Regions from separate parts of the Mus musculus genome. Here region 1 is linked to region 2. A link is a contact called in public HiChIP or PLAC-seq data. All regions are on one chromosome and are shown on one strand. Each heading gives the region's core, a stretch centred on a gene start, on an enhancer-like site or on the middle of the called end of the contact. The rest is flanking DNA. Distances are from core to core; before and after follow the strand shown. Region 1 has its middle 25 kb from the start of Nt5c2. Region 2 overlaps Cnnm2 (cyclin M2).

What was found. HiChIP or PLAC-seq counts read pairs in DNA pulled down with a chosen protein or histone mark.
Region 1: a contact with region 2 is called in an H3K27ac HiChIP or PLAC-seq map of embryonic stem cells, with 2.4 times the contacts expected there. The contact joins two enhancer-like sites. A contact is called at or near these places in 1 of 484 Hi-C or Micro-C datasets (erythroid progenitors) and 3 of 115 datasets of contacts at active chromatin or transcription factors (embryonic fibroblasts and embryonic stem cells).

The regions. Positions count from the first base shown.
Region 1 is chr19:46,984,474-46,990,366 of GRCm38.p6, reverse strand. It overlaps a transcript of Nt5c2 not described here. Among named protein-coding and RNA genes, the nearest start is that of Nt5c2, 25 kb to the right of the region's middle. Within about 2 kb of position 1,451, at least 127 of the 459 cell types and tissues checked have an H3K27ac peak or open chromatin away from gene starts, as enhancers often do. A contact at or near this core is called in embryonic stem cells, where this site is marked.
Region 2 is chr19:46,833,096-46,838,616 of GRCm38.p6, reverse strand. All of the region lies in intron 1 of Cnnm2 (cyclin M2), which reads right to left. Among named protein-coding and RNA genes, the nearest start is that of Cnnm2, 74 kb to the right of the region's middle. Within about 2 kb of position 2,331, at least 17 of the 459 cell types and tissues checked have an H3K27ac peak or open chromatin away from gene starts, as enhancers often do. A contact at or near this core is called in embryonic stem cells, where this site is marked.

The DNA of each region.
Region 1 (5,893 bases), core at 202-2,701, 150 kb before region 2:
CAGAAACAACTTTGGATGTTGGTCTTTGCATCCCATCTTGTTTGAAATAGGGTCTCTTGTTCTCTGGTGCAACCCTAGGGTAAGTGGCCCACAAGCGTCTGGGAATTCTTCTGTCTGTGTTGCTGTAGAAATGCTAGGATGATGCACTGTAGGGCATATGGGAGCTTGTTACCAGGCAGGCATGAGAAGTGGTCAGGCTGAGTGAGCGCAAGTCCCAGGGATCTCGGGATTGAGACCGGCAGGAGCGGAGCCGTTCCCTGCCGCCTCTACCTGCCCTGGAACAGAAACCACAACACCCCACTGAGGACCGTGGTGATCAGTCATGTGGCATAAAAAACCTCAAGTACTCCACACTAATGAGGTACCTAGATAAGCCCCTGAGGGTTCAGCCAATTAGCTTCCCTTCCTGTGCACTCCTTCCCGCAAAAGGTATTTGATCCCCGGTTCACCCTGAGTGAAGTGTATGCAATTAATATCCACCATCAAATAAACCAATATGACCAAGCAAGCTGCGGGGAAGGCCTTCATCTTAAAGAGCCTCGCCTAAACTCCCGAAGAAGTCCTTCTCTCTCTTCTTCCAGAGCTCACTTGTAATCAGACTGGTCCCGCCCTTCCTGGACTCTGTCTTCCCCTTCCTGTCCAGTGCATGGATGCCCCAAGGGGAAGCATGGACCATGGACCCTGTGCCCCGACTCCCAGCTGTATGCCAGTGGCGCCCAGGTACATAGGAGACTGGGAACCACGGCATAGGTCCCAGACCCCGCAGCAGACCACCATTCTGGGGACTTCGTTCTGCCTCCCCCGAGCTGCATGCCAGCTGTGCCCAGGCATCCCAGCGGCAAGGCAGGACGCAGTTCAGCAATGCACACTACTGCAATGGCTTCTGGGTATCTACCCACAAGGCCATCTCCCCATCCTGAAAGATGTTTTTAAAAAAAAAATACTTACGAATTTATTTCTTTAGTTTTCATTTCTTTAACATCTCTTTAATTCAATAGCCAAGGAGTGAGGCAGGCATTATTATTCTCATTGAACAAATAATTTATCACTGGGTCTCTAATTATCCCACCCTACCACCCAGTGACGAATACAATCTGCTTAGCTGGCTACTGGTTAATGTAACATAATGTAACACAATATAACACAATGTAACAACTGGTGAAGTGTAACACATGGAAGGAATGTGGGCCTTGGCTTTGGCTGACTTGGAGATCATATGGGTCAGCTACTTGAGTCCAGGAGGCCCCAGCAGTGACTATACATCACTTTAGCCACCTGTAAAGGCCCCTCCCGCCAATGAATGGCTGGTTGCCATCCAGGGCTATGCAGAGAAATGCTCGCCTCTCCCCTCTTTCTGCAGGAGCAGCCAAGCAGATCATGAACCTGAGAGCCCAGCGGTTGGTTCCAGCCTCTGGGTCAGGGGGCAAGGAGGCTGAAGGGAGGGGAGTGCCTGGGCACCCTGCCACAGCTGCACCTTTAGTTAATATTTATTCTTTCTTTCTTTTGCCCAGAGACTAGGGGAGCCCAATCACAGATAGTGAAGAAAACTCCAGGGCTAGGAGAAGCTGGTTCCTGTCAGGGGTGACTCAGGCAGACCTTTACAGCAGGCAGTGCCCCCACCTGGCTCTGTGCAGGTCTTTTGTGTGGTTGTTAGAGACCACACTACTTATCTGCTCAGCAGAGCAGTCTCCTAGGAGTGCAGGAGGGTGCGGCTGGGTAATGGGTACAGAACAGTTTTATCTTTCTGCACAATGACTTTCCCTGGGGGGGAGGGGGAGACCCCTGGGTCTCTTCAGGGCGTGGCACCCCTTTTCATTAAAACTGCCTTGTCTTTCTAAAACGCATTTTGTTAGTGTTTTCTTTCCCAGAGGGGACTTGTAAATTGAGCTCCTTATTCCTCAGCGCGATATAGAGCTGACCAGAATTTCTGCCAACTCATTGTTCTTCCTCTCTGTGAGCACGGCTTCTCAGCGCCGTGAACCACCATCTTCAGAGTCATTAACGACATGATTTCTGGACCCCAGAGCAGCTGAATTTAGAATGTAGCTCCTTAGCCCCAGAGCACAGCCACTGTTGGCCCCGCGAATCTGTGTTTGGATAGTTGTACTGACTCTCGTGGAGGCTGTAGCGTAAGGACCGTTTGTTCAAGCAAGACCACAGCATTTCCTGACCTGAGCGGTTGAGTTGTAGCCACTTTCCCTACTTGGGCCTTTTCTTCAACCCTCCGAAGACAGAACTTACCAGACACTTATTTTCTGATTCCTGAGGATCATTTATTTCAGATTCTTGGTTATTATATATTTTTAAAAGCAGGATGTCATTTTACAATCTGTCCTGATCTGTAATTGCCTGCATATCCCACCCATGACCTCAAACTCACACCAATCCCCCTGCTTCAGCTCCTTGCATGTAGAGACTATGTTGAACTACCAGACTTGAATCACTTCACCATTCCCGACCTGTGACGACATGACTGCCACTTCAGTCAGGCACACCCCGGATCTTGTCATGACACTGGGGCTCAGCAATGCCAGCCTTCTGGTTTCTGGCCAGAACGTCCTGTCTTTAGCCTGCTTACTTCCCCAATACCCAAGCCTGCTCCCAACTGCCTGCCTGCCTGCCTGCCTGCCTGCCTGCATCTCTCTTTGAAAATAAATGGCCTTGGGCTTCGGAGATGGCTCGGTTGGTAAAATGCTTGCACAGGATCTGAGTTCAATCCCCAGAACCTATGTAAAGATTTTTGGGTGTGATGGTGTGCCCTTGTAATCCCATCGTTGGAGTGGCAGAGACAGGAGGATCCCTGGGGCTGTCTAGTCAGGAAAAGGCTCAGTCTCCAAGGAGGCAGATGGCCTGATGATGAAACCCGAGATTGTCTTCCAGCTGCTACATGTGTGTGTGCGCGCGCGCGCGCACACACACACACACACACACACACACACACACATGCATGGTTTTTTAAAGGCAGTAATGGCTCCCTTTCTTCTTTTACCACTTCTCATCTGAGTACACACCCTGGGTTGGGGACCTTAGTACCACCCCCACCCCACCCCCATCATTATATCTCCCTTCCCTTCCTCTTGCCTTTGTCCTTCCTGACTTCTTTCTGACTACTCAAAAACTCATCCCAGCAAGGCCTCTTCTGGTAGCCATGAGCTGATGCTGTAAGTGTCTCGCACATTGGAAGAGAAGGCGGTGCCCCTGCTCGCTCAGCCTGGCCCTGTTCCTTTGCCCTCCAGTGCAGTAACTCCTAAGGCAGTCGTGAGCTGCCTGACATGGCTGCTAGGATCCGAACTCACATCCTGTGGAGGAGCAGCAGGTTCTCTTAACTGCTGAGCCATCTCTCCAACACTGAAATTACATCTTTTTTTTTTTTTTTTTTCGTTTTTTTTTTCGAGACAGGGTTTCTCTGTATAGCCCTGGCTGTCCTGGCACTCACTTTGTAGACCAGGCTGGCCTCGAACTCAGAAATCCGCCTGCCTCTGCCTCCCTAGTGCTGGGATTAAAGGCGTGTGCCAACACGGCCGGCTGAAATTAAAATTGCATTTTAAATGGGGTTATTGGATATTAGGTTCCCTTATGGGTTTTTTTTTTTTTTCATATCTCCTTCAGTCTGGCTAACCTCCTAACCCCCTTGCGTCCCCATCCCCCACCCTTTCCCTCCTGAAGCATCTCTACCTTTCTACTTCCCTCCCCCTCTTCGGCCATCCCCCCCTCCCCCCCACGGCTTTCTTCTGGTTTTCTGGCTTCTGCAGGTATGAAATGCAAAAAACTAAAAATTCAAAGCTGGGATCTGCATATGAGGAGAACATGCAACATTTGTCTTTCTGACCTTGGGTTACCTCAGTTAGTATACAATTTTAAAGTTTTCTTCATTTTCCTAGAAATATTATAATTTCTTTTTTTAACAGCTGAATAAAATCTGTGGGTGCGTGTATGTATGTGTTGTGTGTTTATGTGTGTATGCCTCTGTGTGTGTGTGTGTGTGTGTTGTGTGTTTATGTGTGTATGCCTGTGTGTGTGTGTGCATGTATGTATGTGTTGTGTGTTTATGTGTGTATGCCTCTGTGTGTGTGTGTGTGTGTTGTGTGTTTATGTGTGTATGCCTGTGTGTGTGTGTGCATGTATGTATGTGTTGTGTGTCTATGTGTGTATGCCTCTGTGTGTGTGTGTATGCGTATGTGTGTGCATGTATGTATGTGTTGTGTGTTTATGTGTGTATGTCTGTGTGTGTGTGTGTGTATGTATGTATGTATGTATGTGTTGTATGTTTATGTGTGTATGCCTGTGTGTATGTGTGTGTATTGTGTGCATATATGTATGTGTTGTGTGTGCGTGCGTGTGTACTGCCTTTTCATTATCCAAGTCCATTTCCTAGCCATGGAGAGTAGAACAGCAGTGAACATGGACGAGCGAGCAAGCGAGCATCTCCGCGGTCAAATCTGGAGTCCTTTGGGTACTGGTCAGGGGCAGGCACGTGTCCCCTGCTTGAGGTCTGACTGGAGAGGACCCACTGTTTTCTTCTGTCGTGTCATCAGGGATGCTTCTTGGTTTGGAGACACTGCATTCCTTCCTGGTCCTCTGTCACAGCCATCTCTTTACCACCACACATACCCCTAACCCCGCAGAGCAGCAGACCCAGTCTTGGGAAGTCAGAGGTTTTCTTCCAGTACCTTCTTTAAACTGGACAGGGGTGACTCGGGCCTGGGCAGGGGATCCCAAAGGGATTAAGGGAAATGAGGCTTCTTTATTGTTTGTTTGTTTGTTTGTTTGGGACAGGCTCTCATGCAGCCCAGGCTAGCCTCAGTAGCCTAGGCTAGCCTGTCTCACTATAAAACTGAAGCTAATCTTGAATTTTCTTCTGCTACCACTTCCCAAGTGCTAGGTTTATGAGTCACCAGGCCCTGCCCAGGAAATGGACCTTTTGTGGTAGAGGTGACAGCCTTGCTTAAGTACCTTCGGGAGGTAGAACTGGTGCCACAGGGCAGTCCTCAGAAGACCTCAGAAGAATGGAGTCATCGAGAGGGCTGGCAGGAAGACCAGGGGAAGAGGAACTGTGGAGCTTAGAGCCGCCCCTGCCATAGCCGCAGCCTTGTCCAGGAGCCACTTGTTGCTTGTTCTGTATGGGGACCGTGAGTGGACACAAGAGAAAGAAATGTAACTTTCTCCCTTCTACAGTAATTCTTGGGCCATACCATCTCAAGCCTGAGTCGCCTCACCCAGGAGCCTCAGTTCCCAGTGTCGGAGGCCTTTTTCCACAGAGAGGTCTGTGGGAAGAGACCCTCACCCCTAAAACTCCAGGACCTGTTCACAGGGACAGGGAGAACTGTGGATTGTACTGGAGAGTGGTTCTGTCCAGAAGTTACTATCCCCCATCCTTGAGAGAGTCCTGTGAGGCTGCTGAGGGAGAAGGAAGTCTCGGAGACTGGGTCCTCCGAGGGCGGGGCTGAGCACACACTACAACATGGAGACTTTCCGCCATAGTGCAGATGCCCTGGCCACCAACCTTCAGCCACGTCTGTGTCTGTACAGCTCACCAAAGGTCTTGAGATTGAAAACATTGGAAGTGAAGAGGTGGGGGTCTTATGCCCGGTACAGAACACCAAAAGGTGGCCAGGGATTGACAGGCATTGAGAGAATTCACCTGCCCGAGCACAGTAGGGAAGTTTACTCCCGTACAGAGTGTAACAGGCCAGAGCAACCACAGAACAACACTCTGTTTTATCCAAGCGTGTTTATTGTGGTGTTTACTGTGTGTATGCATGCATGTGTCTGTATTTGTGTGTGTGTATGTGTCTGTCTGTCTGTCTCTCTCTCTCTTTCTCCCTCTCCCTTCTCCCTTCCTTCCCTCCCCCCCCCACTTCCTGTGTCCCCATCCCCCCCCCCCCCCCCCCCC
Region 2 (5,521 bases), core at 1,082-3,581:
CTTCATGCATAAAAATGAGTTCTGCTGTGATAGTTCACGGTAGATCAAAATGCTCTAGGCACAGGCACTATGCTCACCTATATTGTACCCCAGGGCTGGGTTTGTGGCTCAGTGGTAGTATGCTTGCCTAGTATATATGAGGTCCTAGGTTCAATCCCCAAGACCATAAATAAAACCCAAAAGAATACTGAACACCAAACCATGCCATACATGTGCCTAGCAGTGGAAATTTTAGGAAAGGAAGTCATTAATTCTTTTGAAACTGGCTTAGTGGTAGGGCTCTTGCCCGAACATGCAAGGTCCTGGGTTTGATGCCTGGCACAGAAAATAAAAATCTTCCTGAGAGAAACCAAGTAGGAACTTTATTATAAGACAAATTTTATCAGGACTGGGGAAATGGCTCACCGGGGAAGAGTGCTTGTCCCCCAAGCTCGATGGACTGATTTTTTTATCCCTACCACCTACAAAAGAAGCCAGGATTGGTTGTGTCTGCCTGGAACCCCAGGGTTTTCCTTACTGGGGTCTTCCCTTTTGAAGAAGTCCTTCCAGGTGAATGGGATTTGCAACAAGGTGGAAAGAGCTACTGTGTCACTACAGAGTCAATCTGCTGTGTTTTACAACTCCATAATACAAAGGAAAGGAGCCATCAACCTTCTTTTAAAATGTCACTGAATACTGCATTTGGAAAGAAAAACCCTTCATATTCAAAATCTTATCTAACTCGGTCATCACTTCTGCAAATCTTGCGCACATGATAAACTTGAAAACCAGGGTGGGCGAAAACACTTCAAGGTTTTCCTCATTGTCATGATTAAAATAAAACCTGGCATGTTGCTCTTTGGCTTCCTGTCCCCAGAAACCTCAAACACTTCATTGTTACAGAAGAAGGAAAAAAAAAAAACCCAAAACTGTAATTCAGCGAGTTTTAAAATCCAACATTTTCTTCTTTAAACCTCTTTACCATTCCTCCCACCCTTCTACTGCCTGCTTTTCCTTCAGTGTATCTAAAAATTCTCCCAAAATCATGCTTGGGATATTAAATATCCCATGTTGAAGGCATGGTCCCTGATGCAGCAGTGTGCAGAGACGGGCTTTGGGGAAGTGACTAGATCCCGAGTATGCTGACCTCACTGTTGGACCAACCCACTAGGTGACATCATAATTTGAAGATGGGTTATTGGGAGTTGGTGGAAACAAGACAGGGATCTTACTTAAAGAGTGCACAAGTGCATGCATGCTGCCCCCCTCCGCCCGCCCCGGACACACGCTTAAAAGATGGGCTCTCAAATACAGCCCTAGCTGGTTCCGAACTTACAGATTTTCCTGCCCTCTGGATAACAAGTGTTGAGTCTAAAAAAAAAAAAATCTGCATATCAGGGTTTAAATTTTTTGTATTTAATCCTCTGTGCATGTATGTATATCTCACATGTATGCACATGTATTCAAGTGCCCTCCACGTCAGAAGAGAGGGTCAGGTCCCTTGGAGCTGGAGTTACAGGTGGTCTCGAGCCACCCAATGTGAGTGTTGGAAACCAAATTCAGGTTGTCTGGATAAACAGAAAGCACTCTTAACCACTGGCAGCCCCCAGCGCCAACAGTATGTACTCTAAAGCAACATCTTGTCCTTGGCCCCTTCCTCCTGCTCTCTCTGTGCTTCCTGATGACAGTGAGGAAGCCCCAGCTATGTTCTGTCACCAGAAGCCCAGGGGAAATGGGACCAAGTATCCCCTGGCTGAGACCCCCCCCAAACCTTGAGCCATAGCAAGTCTTTCCTCCTCCAAATGATTTTACCAGTTCTGCCACAGCAGGAGCCAGCTCTATCTGCCCTGGGCATCAGACTCAGGCTGGCAGAGTTGAACAACGTAAATGCTTTTACAGCTGAGCCATCTCCTCCCACTCAATTTTTTAACTTTTTTTATTTGCCTATTATAGTATGTGGTGCATGTTCACAAGCGTGAAAGCAGGGAAGCACATGCTGTAGCATATGTGTGCGGATCAGAAGACAACCTAGAGTGTAGTCCTCGCCCCTCATCAAGGAAGCTTCCCTCTGCAACAGATAGACCACTACACAAATCATAACTGATCAAAACACAGAGTTGTGGACCCCAGTCCCAACGGATTCATCCATCCACAGCACAGCCCCTGCACGGAAGGCTCAGGGGTCACTGTGGAAGAGGGCATGAAAAGACGGTCAGTGTTAAAGCAACAGGAGGCTTGCTGTGAGACTGTATCTCCTAGAAATGTCAGAGAAGCTACACCCAGGATGTCTCATCCACATGGTTGGCTAAACAGGATCTGAACTTGAATGACTCCAAAAGACATGCTAATGTGAAAGGGGTCAAGGGCACAAGGCCTCAAACCTAGACAAAGAACTACAGACAACTAAGGAATGCTGAGAGTGGGAGAAACAGCCTTCCCAGGGAAGAGCTTACCATTGGTTAGCCAATACCAAACAGCCAGCCCTGAAAACATAGATGCAAGCAATTCTATACAGACTGAATGGGTTATATTTAATACACGTATATGCACACATGCATGTGAGTGTGCACACATATAACATGCACACACATACATATCCCCGTGTTCACCAATAGAAGCCTGGTCTAAAAAGTACTAGTACATCTATGTTATGGAAGAACTTTAACTCTTAAGGAACAAAACAGTAAGTAATAAGTGGTTATGGAAACTACCCTACTTGTAGTAAGAAAAATCTATATTATTCAGGGAATGTTCCCATCTGTGTTATTTGTACATTCTTAGAAAAACTAGGTGGGGCAGTCTCTGGATGGCCTTTCCCTCAGTCTCTGCTCCACTCTTTGTCCCAGCATTTCCTTGAGACAGGAGCAATTCTTGGTTAATAGTTTTGAGATGAGTGGGTGGCCCCATCCCTCAACTGGGGGCCCTGCCTAACCACTGGCTATGGTCTCTACAGATTCTATCTCTATCTCCCCGTTATTGGGTATTTAGGCTAATGTCATCCCCGTTGGGTCCTGGGAACCTCTTACATCCCTGTTATCTGGGACTTTCTAGTGGCTACTCCCAGTTCCCCACCCCCACTGCTACACACCTCCATTCAGTTTCATGACCCTCTGTACTTCTCCCCCAGTCTCCTCCCACACGTGATCCTGCCCCCTTCCCCCCATCTTCCTCTCTCCCTCTCAGATCTCTCCCTCCCTCCCTCTACATCCCGTAAATATTTTGTTTTCCCTTCTAAGGACTGAAGCATCCACACTTTGATCTTCCTTTTTCTTGAGCTTCATATGGTCTGTGAGTTATATCATGGGTATTCCGTGTTTTGGGGCTAATATTCAACTGCATATGTAGTAGAGGATTGCCTTATCTGGCATCAATGGGAGGGGAAGCTCTTGGTCCTGTGGAGGTCCAATGCCCCAGCGTAGGGGGATGCTAGGGCGGTGAGGCAGGAGTGGGCAGGTGGGTGGGGGAACACCCTCATTGAGGCAGGGGTAGGGGAGTATGGTAGGGGGTTTGCGGAGGGGAAACTGGGAAAGATGACACTTGAAATGTAAATAAATAAAATAACCAATTAAAAAAAAACTATAGGAAAAAGCCAATGGTATTGTGGTTTAAATTGACAAGTTGTGTCCTTCAGAGTAAGCTCCATAAGAACAACATGGAGACTTGCGCTTCTACACTCTATTGTGTGCAATCATAAAAGGTAACATGCTTATTTTGATTAGGAATTGATGTGCACTGAACCCCAACAGTCATGTAAAGACTTGCCTCTGGTTTGCTGTGGAGCCTTGAACCCTGATCCACATGCCCCCATTGCCCAATTGTTCTGGGATTACAAACATGTGCCACCGTGCCCTGTTAGTCACATAAAGCCCCCTAAGATTCCTCTTCAGAATTCTCAGCCTCGGCCTCTCTCCTTGGCCAAGGTGTCCAGCTGCACACTGCACTCCAGTGTGGACTTGCTCTGCACTGAAACCCCACAAGTAGACATCAACTCAGTTGTGACAGACAGCTCAATGTGCCTCCTACTTCCTGCCTTGGAATGTCTCTTGAAACTCTGCAGTTATGCATCTGAGCCCAGAAATAGGGCAGAAGTAATGTCTGTGGGAGGAACACTTCCCGATTCACACCCAAGCAGTCAATTCTGACAGCATCTCACCAGCCTCCCGACAGGCTGCACACCTGTTGCCTGCAGCCGAGGTGCTGGTGTCTTCGGATTCTGCGTCTGCCTGTTACTTCACTTCCCAACTCTCTAGGATTGAGTGTCACAGGAGGAGTTCTGCACATGCTCTTCTGTCAGGCTGATGTTCTAGCTGGCCTCAAGCTGAGCTGAAGTTTTTCTATCGTCCAGGTTTTGGCTTAGCACATGACACACTCTTCTGCTTGAATGACTTCAGCACCAGAGGCCTTGGACACAACACACATCCCAGTAAAAGAAGGGTCCTGCTTCTTTGTCATATACCACATAGGGTGGCTCAGTGGCAGGCCACTCTGGATATCATTCCTACTCTGGCATGACTAGCACTACCTAAACTGCAGAGTGGCCGCAGACACCTGATGGACAGACCCCACTCTGCCTATGCCAAGTGCTTCCTTTCTTAATCCTCCTTATAGCTGGATCCTAGAATGCCTAGGATCCCTGCATCAGCACCGCACAGAAAAGAAGAGAACTTGAGGTGGGACAAATAACCATGGCTGACTGTTAAATATTAGGCTTTCAGGACTTGTAAAGACATACAATACATGAACATATCTTCCAGAGTGCTTCCCCAGGCCCTGGAGTGGCTCAAGCCACTGTGTGTCACGTGAGCTCCTTCTATTTCCTCGTAAACACACTTCTGATTTTGTACTAAAATAGTTTCATAAAGGTAGGCAGAGCACAGGCTGGAAACTCCTAAGACCTATACATCATCATCTGCTGTCCAGCCTTACAAACTTTAGACATAAAAGTGTTCCATCTACCAACCTGGGGTAGTGACACGTGCTGATACCCAGCACTCAGGAGATGATGGCAGGAGAGTCAGGAGCTCAAGGCCAGCCTTGCAAACATGAACCCCACTCCCAATCCATCTAGCCAGGCATGGTGGCTTAATAATATAATGCCAGCACTTGGGGCGGGCTACCTAGTAAAACCTACCAAGGGAATAAATACATTAAGAAACATCCTATGCTCAGTCAGTCATCTCTCATTGTTCCACGAGGATCCCAGATCCAACATGTTCAAAGCTAAACCTATCATCTACTTTACCAATCCGCTCCTCCACTTATGATCCATCCCTCTGAACCGCGTGGGAGTTGGCATACTCAATTGAATTCCGCCCTCCTTCTGTGTCCTTCTGGTTTTATCCTGCTGTGACCTGCTGCCCCCTACACTATGCTCGGAAGGTAACCAACTTCCAAGTACACCTGACTTCATAATCCCCTCGGTGAGAACTGGTCTGCTCTGGCTCTAAGCCTCCACGCCTTCTTCTCCCAAGCTGCCATAGCCCTTTTGAATAAACTTTCAAACTTCAGGCCATCCCATCAAAGCATCTCTCTGCTGCCATGG